Regions from separate parts of the Sus scrofa genome. Here region 1 is linked to region 2. A link is a contact called in public Hi-C data. All regions are on one chromosome and are shown on one strand. Each heading gives the region's core, a stretch centred on a gene start, on an enhancer-like site or on the middle of the called end of the contact. The rest is flanking DNA. Distances are from core to core; before and after follow the strand shown. Region 1 holds the start of ACSS2 (acyl-CoA synthetase short-chain family member 2). Region 2 holds the start of DYNLRB1 (dynein light chain roadblock-type 1).

Region 1 (5,378 bases), core at 1,224-3,723, 340 kb before region 2:
TTTGATGTACACCTGAAACACAACATTGTGAATCAACAAAAATTTAAAAGAAAGAAAGAAACAAACAAGCTGAGGAACATCTGACCTGAAAGTGATTCTAGATTAGGAAGTGAGACTATAGATTAGATCACTTTCTGAGAGCTAACCAGGAAGTCTCCATTGGAAAAATGAAGATTTGATATTATTATAGGGGCAATATATTAATTGGTCTTTATATTTATTCCAAGAGAATCCCAACAAAAACATGGTATTATCCCAAGAAGTCAGAATCCTAGGATTGTTGGTAGATACAGGTGTGTGCTGTAGGTGTGTTTTATAAAAGCTTCATGTATTGTGTTTTTATTTAAAGATATTTAGCAGTTCCTGCATGGTGCAGTGGGTTGAGGAACCCATGTTGCCAGAGCTGCGGCACAGGTCACAGCTGAGGCTCAGATTTGATCCCTGGGTGGGGAACTTCCATATGCTCAGGTGTAGCTGAAAAAAGAAAAAAAAAAAAAAAGATATTGGCTCATTTCCCCAGTAAAGGAAGCCTATTGTGAATTCTTTTGTAAAGACTACAAACTTTGGCGAGGAAAGAATTACCAACCAACTCTTTTAAGTGTAATTTTTTTCTAGGGTGAGGTATAAATTAATAAGTAGTAAGATGGTCTCTATGTAGGCAAATGTAGTCAATAAATATCTACATGAACACCTGAAGAAAAAAAAAGGTGCGAAGATTCAAACTCGGACACTGCCTGCAGCAATCAACTGCTGCACTTCAGTCTTATCTTGCATTACTCGGTAATTGCTTCATCCACATTCTTACTGTTATCAAACTAACCGCCGTGTGTGTGTGTGTGTGTGTGTGTGTGTGTGTGTGTGTGTGTGTGTGTGTGTGTGTGTGTGTGTGTGTGTGTGTGTGTGTGTGTGTGTGTGTGTGTGTGTGTGTGTGTGTGTGTGTGTGTGTGTGTGTGTGTGTGTGTGTGTGTGTGTGTGTGTGTGTGTGTGTGTGTGCTTGCGCGCTTTTTAAGGTTGTACCTGCAGCAAATGGAAGTTCCCAGGCTAGGGTCGAATTGAAGCTACAGCTGCCGGCCTACACCACAGGCACAGCAACACAGGATCCCCAACCCACCGAGCAAGGCCAGGGATGGAACCCTCATCCTCATGGATACTAGTTGGGTCCGGTTCCGCGGCGTCACAACCGGAGCTCCTCCTTAGCGCTATTTAGATATTGCTGTGCATCGGGCACTCTACAATGCACACTTTGTACTCACTTTAGCCTTCAAACAACCTGCGCTTACTGTGCCTCAGGCACTCTATAATGCACACTTTACTTAGTACTCACTTTTGCCCTGAAACAACCCACGAGGCAGTTATTACTACCCCTCTCTTATAGATAAAGAATTTCAGACAGGTTTTTAAATCTCCAGAAGACCACACAGTAAATGAGTGGCAGAGCCAGGATCTAAATCCAGATTTTTCTGGGATTGATACAGTGGCTCACTCTTGCCCCACTGCCAACATCATGCAGCTCCCAACTCAGCTATACTTGTGACTCCTTACCTAGCTTGACCGCAAAGACCGAGAATTTTACTTACATATTCCCAAAGACATAGAACTATCCAAAACTCTGAGTGATTACGATCCCAGCCCCAGTTATTTTAAAAGACATTTTAGTGACTTGTTCAGTCTTATATTGTAGTTTCCATTGGGATTTCTGAAATACTAAAAATAGATCTGGGACTCCACTACTCATCTGAGGACCCCAGGATGGGACCCAGCCCGGTTACTGCCCTTCTGCAGTGGGACTAACAGGTGAAAGGTGTCAGGAGGCAATGGTGGGACCGGCGTGAAAGGGTGCGGAGAAAGTTCTCCCGTGGCCAGCCTGCCCTCAAGGCGCCTCTAAGAACCTGTCTGTTCACCTGAGAAACTCTCTCCAGGACACTTTTACTCTCCTCACCTCCTCACGAGACCCCCAAGTCGCCAAGGAACTCCCCAGACCTTAGGGAATCCTTATTTCCTACAGAACTCTCCTTCTCAGAGAACTCCCCTCTCCTCCTGGAACCCCTTTTCCATGTCCTCAAAGAACCGCTATCTGCTCACGGATCCCTCAACTTTCCGAGGGAACCCCAGCTCCCCCCAAAACCCCTCATCTCTCCACGGAACCCCATTTCCGCACAGAACGCCCCCAACTCCTCACTCCCCTGTGCACCCCCACTTCTCTCCTCCCTGACGTCCCTCAGGCCCGCCGGAGCTGGGCCTCACCTTGCGGGTTCTCCACAGAGAGCCGGTGCAGCTCTGCGTAACGCTGCTGCGAAGGGACGTGCGCGCAACGGATGATCTCGGGCGGTGGAGACCAACTCCGAGCCCAGCTCCGGGCTCCAGCCTCCTCCCGGGCCCTGCTCCCGCGGCCGCTCCGGCCCCGCTCTTCAGGAAGCCCCATTGCCTCAAGTTCCTTGCACAGAACCCGCCTTAGCTGTTGCCTCCAGCGCTCAGGCGGGGAAAACAAGCAGACCGAAGGGCGGGGCCTTAAGGAAGGGGAGGGGCTTGACGGCAGAGGCGTGGCTTAGGCCTGTCCTGGTTGTTGGGCGTCCGGGAGAGCGGAGCCGGGCCTGGTGGGGGTGGGACCAGGGCTAGCAAAGAAACCCAGGAGGGCAAGTGGAACTTTGCTAGGGGTTTGGGGCGGAGCTGACTTACGGAAGGGGTGGGGCCGGGCGTGACAGGAGAGAGGGTGGGCCCATGGAGTGAGGGGGAGTGGCGAGGCTGGATGTGACAGGAGAGGAGGCTGGACCATGGAGTGACCAGGGTTGGGTGGGATCTTGGAGTTACAGATGTAGATTTGTGTTAGGGCGGGACTCAGCGGGAAAGAGCTGGGCTAAAGAGCTGAGCCGCCCAGTGGTCTGATCGCACAGCCTGTCACCCCACAGAGTTGAAAAGTCAAGAGGTGTCCTTTCTGGGTGACACCTTTCCTCTGGGGGAACTATCCCCTACACTAAGTAAACTCCAATTTTCTCCCACCCCCGAGGATAGGTCTTTACTTTCCCTGATTGCGCAAACTTCCATCCAAAAAACTGAGTGAAGACTAGGAGGTGCCTTCAGGTCTCTGCTAATAAACCCATCTCCCCATTACATAAATGGTAAACTTAGGTAAAGGGAGGACTTTGTACAAGGTCACAGAGAAAACGACGACATGTTAGAGCCAAACCTAGGTCCTGACTCCAGGTCTTTTTACCAGCCTCATTTGGCTGAAGCTGTGGCTTGTGAAATGACAAAGTGTATGTAAACAGAAGGAATCACTCACTTTCCTTCCCCTTCTTTCCTTCCCGGTCTCTTCACCAAGAGACGTCTCCCTTGCCCCACCTGGGCTCAAATACCTCTGACTTCCCTCTAGCCCTTCCACTCCAGAAAGGAGAGGCCAACCAGGACCCTCATCTCCCACCTGTACTCACCACTAAGAAGGGCTCACACCACCCATTGGTTCACAGAATGGCTGTAAAGGCAGAAAAAATCCTTAAATATCTAATTCCAAGAATGATTCAGAGGCTCAAAGCAGGCACTCCCCACTTCCTGAAGCCTACACAGGACCCCATCTGGCTCAGCCTCTCTTCCCACCTGCTCCCTTGTTCTTTAATTAGCTCAACTCAAGCCCAACACAACCCAAATGGAAAAACAAACACTGCCCCCCACCCCCATGGTCAGACCTATGATCCAGAGCTACCTAATCCTGAGGGAAGGGTTTCAAGGCTCCCTGAAGGGATACAGACCTCAAGGAATGGACATGGACCCCACTGGGAGGACAGATACTTCATCAAGGAGGCATTAATTGCTCTAAAGGGGCACACATTTCACTGATAGCACAAGGACTCCATCAAGGGAGAATAAATCTTATTGAGTGATCTTAGATCTCACTGAAGGGCTGCTGATAGGATATGAATGGCATTGAAGGTCACTGACCCTACTGGGCTTTCTCCTAGGAGATATAAAAGATACAGACTCGGAGTTCCCGTCGTGGCGCAGTGGTTAACGAATCCGACTAGGAACCATGGGGTTTCGGGTTCGGTCACTGCTCTTGCTCAGTGGGTTAACGATCCGGCGTTGCCGTGAGCTGTGGTGTAGGTTGCAGACGCGGCTCGGATCCTGCGTTGCTGTGGCTCTGGCGTAGGCCGGTGGCTACAGCTCCGATTCAACCCCTAGCCTGGGAACCTCCATATGCCGCGGGAGCGGCCCAAGAAATAGCAACAAAAACAACAACAACAAAAGACAAAAAAAAAAAAAAAAAAAGACAAAAAAAAAATAAAAAATAAAAAAAATTAAAAAATAAAAAATAAAAAATAAAAGATACAGACTTTACTAAAGAGACATGGACCCCACAGAGAGGATTCAACCCCACTGAAGGGCCTCTTACTACCCTGAGGGAATGCACACCACTGAGGGGACAAAGACCTCATTTACAGGGGAACCGGCCCTACTCAAGGGATCAGACTTCACTGAAGCATAATAAGCCCTATGGACCTCACCGTGGACATATGAACTTCTCTGTGAAGAGAAAGGCACATGCAGTAGCACAGAGTCCCACCATAAATGGTCATTTTCCCATCCCACACACAAATTTCTAGGCAGCCCTCTTCCCTACCATTTCCCCAGCCCTTCTTGCAAGCCCTAGAGCTGTTCCCAACACACTGCTGCCCTCTCCTGTCTACAGGTGGCACTGAAGATGCTGAGCCCATAACAGATTTTCAAGCAGTCCAGGTCATCTCAGCGTGGAGCCTGAGGTTGGGGAAGGAGGGAATGTGTGGCCAGGGGCTTAAGAAGCTCCGTCCCTTTCTCTGTGGACTGTGAAATGGGAGTTTGGACAAGAGACTTAATAATAGAGAGAATAAATACCCCATCCTTGGAGATGTGATAGTAGTGCAAGCTATGGTGTAGTGGGAATTCCTCAGACTGGGAAGAAGATGGATCGGGTTGGATGAGATAAGGATCCACAAGATTAAGGAAATAATGATAATTATAATAATTATTATGGCATTTATTGAGTAGATATCAAGCCATATACTAAACACTTTCCACATGTTATTCAGTCCTCATAGAGATGGATATTGTTATTCTCTCCATTTTACAGATGAAGAAACCAATACTCAACGAGATTGTTTTGCTCAAGATCAGTTCATAAGCGGTAGCCCAGGGAATAGAACCCAGACACCTAGACTTTAGACTCATTCCCCACCTTTTTATACTCCTCCACACCCACCTACTCCTGTCATCATCCTTTCCAGGAGTTCCCTTCAAGGCTTAGCAGTTAAGAGCCCTACTAGGATCCATGAGGATGTGGGTTCGATCCCTGGCCTCAACTCAGTGGGTTAAGGATCCCAAGTTGCAGTGAGCTGTGGTGTAGATCACAG
Region 2 (5,589 bases), core at 2,253-4,752:
ATATATATAATATATATATTATATATATTATATATATATATTATATATTAATATATATAATATATATTTATATATTAATATATATAATAGATATATATATATAAATAAATAAAACAGGCAGAAAAGTAATTCCAGGAGTTCCCTGGTGGCTCAGCAGGTTAAGAATCTGGCATTGTCACTGCTGTGGCTCTGGTTTACCTCTGTGGCATGGGTTTGGTCCTCGGCCTGTGAACTTTAATATGCTGTGGGTGCAGCCAAAAAAAAAAGGGGGTAATTCTAAAATATCACACAGAATATTAAGAAAAATAGTTAAGTCTCTAAAATTAAGAGGGCAAGAAGGCTACTAGGAGAAAATACACCCAAAAGAAATTCAAACACACAGAAAAATGTTCATTGTTCCCTGTACATATATATATATATATATATATATATATTTTTTTTTTTTTTTTTTTTTTTGTCTTTTTGCTATTTCTTGGGCCGTTCCTGCGGCATATGGAGATTCCCAGGCTAGGGGTCTAATCAGAGCTGTAGCCACCGGCCTACACCACAGTCACAGCAATGCAGGATCCGAGCTGCATCTGCAACGTACACCACGGCTCACGGCAACACCAGATGGTTAAACCACTGAGCAAGGCCAGGGACCGAACCTGCAACCTCATGGTTCCTCGTCGGATTCGTTAACCACTGCGCCACGACGGGAACTCCCCCTGTACATATAAACATGAAAATTATAGCAATGCTGAGATATCTTTTGAACACTGGCAGTATTACAGCAAAACTGGTACATAGGCAATGCAACCTTTTTTTGTAGTTGTTCTGTCTTTTTAGGGCTGCACCAGAGGCATATGGGAGTTCCTAGCCTAGGGGTCAAATCAGAGCTGCTAGCCACTGGCCTACGCCACAGCCACACCAACGTAGAATCCAAGCCACATCTGTGACCTACACCACAGCTTATGGCAATGCTGGATCCTTGACCCACTGATCGAGACAAGGCATTGAACCTGCATCCTCATAGTTACTAGTCAGATTGTTTCCACTGAGTCATGACTGGAACTCCAACGCAACCTTTTGAGAAAGCTACTGGACAACACTATTGCAAGTGTTGGTCCCCCGGCCTCAGAGAGTCTCTTCCTTAGAATTTCTCCTGAGAAAATCATCTAATAAATTTGTTTAAAAGAAAACAAACTCTACACATACAGAGACATTCATTAAACTGCTATCTTTATTAACAAAGAATTAGGAGCAACCCAAATAGGGAAATGGGTTGGCAAATTATGGTTCAAATATTTCATGGACTACCATGTAATCATTAAAAATAATTCAATACAAAGATGATGTGGCAACAAAGTTATATGTCTCTGGACATTAAACCAAACAGAAACAAAAAACTAGAATGTATATCTTGAAAAAATATGCATATGTAAACAAAGACGAGGAGAACATAGCATACAAAGATGAAAACAGTTGTGTGGTGGAATAAAACTGGATGTGATTATGGATTTTTTTTTTTTCTTTTTAGGGCCGCACACTAAATGTGTAAATTCCCAGGCTAGAGGTCGAATCGGAGCTGCAGATGCCAGCCTACACCACCACTCACAGCAATGCTGGATCCTTAACCCACTGAACGAGACCAGGGATTGAATCCACATCCTCATGAATACTAGTCAGGTTCGTAACTCTGGACCACGACGGGAACTCCCTATGGATGACTTTTATATCACCATCCAAAAGAGCTATCTGTCAGTTTCTACAAAATGTTTAAAATGTGCCCGTCATTAGTACCACTTCTGTTTACCGCTACACAAACACTAGCATGAGTGGGGCAAAAAAAAAAAGGACAAAAACAGCACTGTAGCATTGTCTGGAGTGAAATACTGTAATACATCTCAATGTATATACTGCAGTAGAAGATAAATACACTCCTTTAAAAGAATGAAGTACGTTTGTATATAATGACATGGAAAAATATCTGATAGTTTTTAGTGAAGAGTGTAAGTTCCAAAATGAGATTATCTACCCATATAGCCTAGAGTAAACTTAATATGTATAAATATGTTCCAATATCATGTAACAGGTTATATATAAATATGCTTATGCACTTAATAAATATGGAAAGAAACACACCCAACTGTCATTACCAGAGAGGAGTGAGGTGGGAACTACATATACTTTCTACGTTACAAACTTTGGTACTGCTTCAATTTGTTGAAATGTGCATCTAAATATATTTTGCTTTCATGAGTAGAAGCACACAATAGCATGGTAGAAGTTGCAGGAAGCTACTATTAGTGTAAGAAAAAGACAGGACATATATACATGCTGGTATACATATAAAAGGAACTAATGTTTCTAAAGGAGATTGAAGCTGGGTATCAAGGTTTGGTGGAAGATTTATTTTCACTTAGATCCTTTCAGATGCTTTTTTGTTTTTACTGTGTGCAGTTATTATCTGCTAAAAGTCAATTTCTTTTACAGTTTAAAAAGTGATATGAATGATAAAGTTACCTCATCTAGTCTATAAACTAGCTAACTATAAACTATAAATAGCTGTATCTATTCTACATACAGCTAAACTATATAAAGCAAAAACTGACGAAAACAAAACAAGTAATCTGCCTAATTATAAGTCGTTACCTCCAGGTATGGTACTGTTTCTTATTCCCTTTCAATTTTTCTTTTAGGCTTTAAATTCTTAAATACGATTTTTTAAAACCATTCACATGGTTTAACGTTCAAAAGCTCTTTCCAAGTTGTTGTTTTTTTTGTTTTGTTTTGTTTTTTACAAGTTGGGAGGATTAAAAACACAAGAAACCAAACCTGTAAAGGCATAAAGAGCCCACAGTTCCAGTCAGCAAGGCAGGAACCACAAGGGTGGATCCCGCTCGTTTCTGACTCATGCACCATTTCTCAACGGCTCGAAAGAATCACACAGAAAGGCAGCAGTCAAGTGTCTAGGGTTCAAGTCCATCTCCGTCATTTACTGGGGCAGGGCACTTAGTTTCACCGGGTTTTACATCCCGAGTGTGTAATACAGGGATAATGGTCGTACCTACTTCACAGAGCTACGGTGAGGAGGCAGGCCAGGGTATGTAAAGCGTATAGCAGTGTCTGGCACGAATTAAGTTTCTAGAAAATATAATCACTATTGTTGTTATAGCTCAACAAGGCCAAGGTTGCTAGGATGCAGGGGCCCGTGTGCCCAGCTCCGTCAATCCTTCCCCGTGGCACCAGCAACTACTTCCGGTCAAGGGACCACTGGATCCGGTGGCCCCGCCTCGGCCCCCTCGGTCCGAGTCAGGAGGCCCGCGCCGCCCCGGTTCCGCCCTCCAGACTGCTTCGGTCCGGCGCGCCCAGCCCCGCGGATGCCGCCCGGGAGGATGGACCTCTGGGCTGAGGGTGGTGGGAGGTCGTGGTTGGCCACCTCCCGGCCGCTGGCCACAAGCTCCCAGCAGATACTCACCATCTCGGACCGATCCTGTAGCTCCTCGTCGCCGGCCTTCAGCCCAGTCCCGGAGCTTCTCTGCGCCTGCGCACAGCTCCTGTCAAAGCGGACAGGCTCGGTAGCCTATCAGGAGCCAGCAGGCGGGTAGGCGGATCCTGGGGAATTGGCCCAGTGCTGTCCGCGAACAGCAAAGTAGCAATCCAGCTATGGAAAATTCCCAGCTCCAGCTATGCCGAAAAGAGGCAAGTTGGCTTTGTTGGAAGAGGCTTTCAACACTTAACCGAGGCCTGAGCTAGCTCTGGAGGTCCTGGGTGTAGGGTGGGGAGAGACTCTGAAGGAGTGGGTGTTGCTGATATCCACTTTGCTCCCGAATTGAGGCAAGGCGAGGCTCCGAGCCAAAATGCGCTAAAAAGTCCGAAATTCGAACTGGAGCCAAGAATCCATAGGGTCTCGTGAGCGACTCCCCCGGATTCCATGAGGGCACTGAGGTAAAGTGGTCGGGGCTAGCCTGGGAGTCTTTTAGTCTTAGAACCTCTAGCTCAGGGCCGCCCTTGTGTTGCCTTAGAGAAGCCACTTCAAATTTCTGTAGTCCCTCATTTGCTCACCTTTAAAAGGGGGACCCTTCTTCCTAGAGCCCTATGTTAAGTTTTCCACACAAAAAAATTCTGGGTTCTCTAGCAGGAAATAATTTGCTAAGACAACTGCCATTTAGTGAACCTTGTGCTATGTTACTGGGCTTACACCCACTCTATCTCCTGTAGCCTCAGCTTAAAGTTTCTTGGAGGCACTGGAGCTTGCTGAATTCAAGCTCCAAACTTTCATTCCACTGTCGCCTCGTTCAGTTGAGTAAGGATTTGGTTTTCCTTCCAGGGGCGTCTGCATGTTAAGAAGATTGAATAGTGACTTTATGGTGAAGAAACTTGGGAGACACCATCATAACCAGAGGATCAAGGTTAACATAACTGGTTATGGGATATACTAATATGTGCCCTCTGATAATCTTGCAAAGGGCACTTTACATCTGTGGTGTTTTTCACAAAAATCCATGGCCTTAACCATGAGAAAACATTAAACCAAACTTGAGGGACTCTATAAGGTACCCAACCAATACTCTTCAAAAAATGTCAAAGTCACACACACACACACACAAAAAGAACTGGAGTTCCCGTCGTGGCGCAGTGGTTAACGAATCCGACTAGGAACCATGAGGTTGCTCAGTGGGTTAACAATCCAGCGTTGCCATGAGCTGTGGTGTAGGTTGCAGACGCGGCTCGGATCCATCGTTGTTGTGGCTCTGGCATAGGCTGGTGGTTACAGCTCCAATTGGACCCCTAGCCTGGGAACCTCCATATGCCGCGAGAGCGGCCCAAGAAAATGGGAAAAAGACAAAAAGACCCAAAAAAAAAAAAAAAAAGTCAAAGTCTGGAAAGACAAGGAATGAATGAGAACTGTCACAGATTGAAAGAGACTGAGAAAAGGGACATTGGTGGAAAAACTAGTGAAATCTGTAAAAAGGTTTTAGTTTAGCATTATTTTACAGATGTCAACTTATATGAGATGTTAACATTGGGGAAAGCTGGATGAAGAGTGTGCAGGAGGAGTTCTCCATACTATATTTGCAACAGCTCTGTAAGTCAAATTATTTCAAAGTTTTAAAAAAAGTATTAAGACACAAAGAAGTGATTATTGAACTCTGGAAACATTCGACAAACATTTTGCAAGGGGAAGAAGGGCTGTAGTAACTGGACCTCAAAATATCCTGTAATATCCTGTAAGAGGCACAGCGGAAATGAATCTGACTAGGACCCATTAGGTTGTGGGTTCAATCCCTGGCCTCGTTCAGTGGGTTAAGGATACAGCATGGCCGGGAGCTGTGGTGTAGGTTGCAGATGCGGCTCAGATCCTGTTTAGTTGTGGCTGTGGAGATCAGCAGCTGTAGCTCCGATTCGACCCCTAGTCTGGGAAGGTCCATATGCTGCAGGTGCAGCCCTAAAAAGCAAAAAGCAAAAAAAAAAAATCCTGGAAGAAAAGCACAGAAGGATCATTACCACAATCTTACATATAGAGAACTGTACTGAGAGGGGTGAATGAATTGAACATCACAGTCACAAAAGCAAAAAAGAGAATGGCCAATGATCCATGGGTTC

Evidence for each region. Hi-C and Micro-C count contacts between places; a contact is called where the count stands out from the background.
Region 1: a contact with region 2 is called in a Hi-C map of liver, with 2.2 times the contacts expected there. The contact joins the promoter of ACSS2 here to the promoter of DYNLRB1 in region 2. A contact is called at or near these places in 1 of 47 Hi-C or Micro-C datasets (liver) and 1 of 2 datasets of contacts at active chromatin or transcription factors (alveolar macrophages).

What each region holds. Positions count from the first base shown.
Region 1 is chr17:38,257,383-38,262,760 of Sscrofa11.1, reverse strand. It overlaps ACSS2 (acyl-CoA synthetase short-chain family member 2), which reads right to left and starts at 2,473. Exons shown (of 18, transcript NM_001143695.1): 1 at 2,245-2,473. The coding sequence starts at 2,422.
Region 2 is chr17:37,921,385-37,926,973 of Sscrofa11.1, reverse strand. DYNLRB1 (dynein light chain roadblock-type 1) reads right to left here and starts at 3,502. Exons shown (of 4, transcript NM_001190180.1): 1 at 3,461-3,502. The coding sequence starts at 3,463.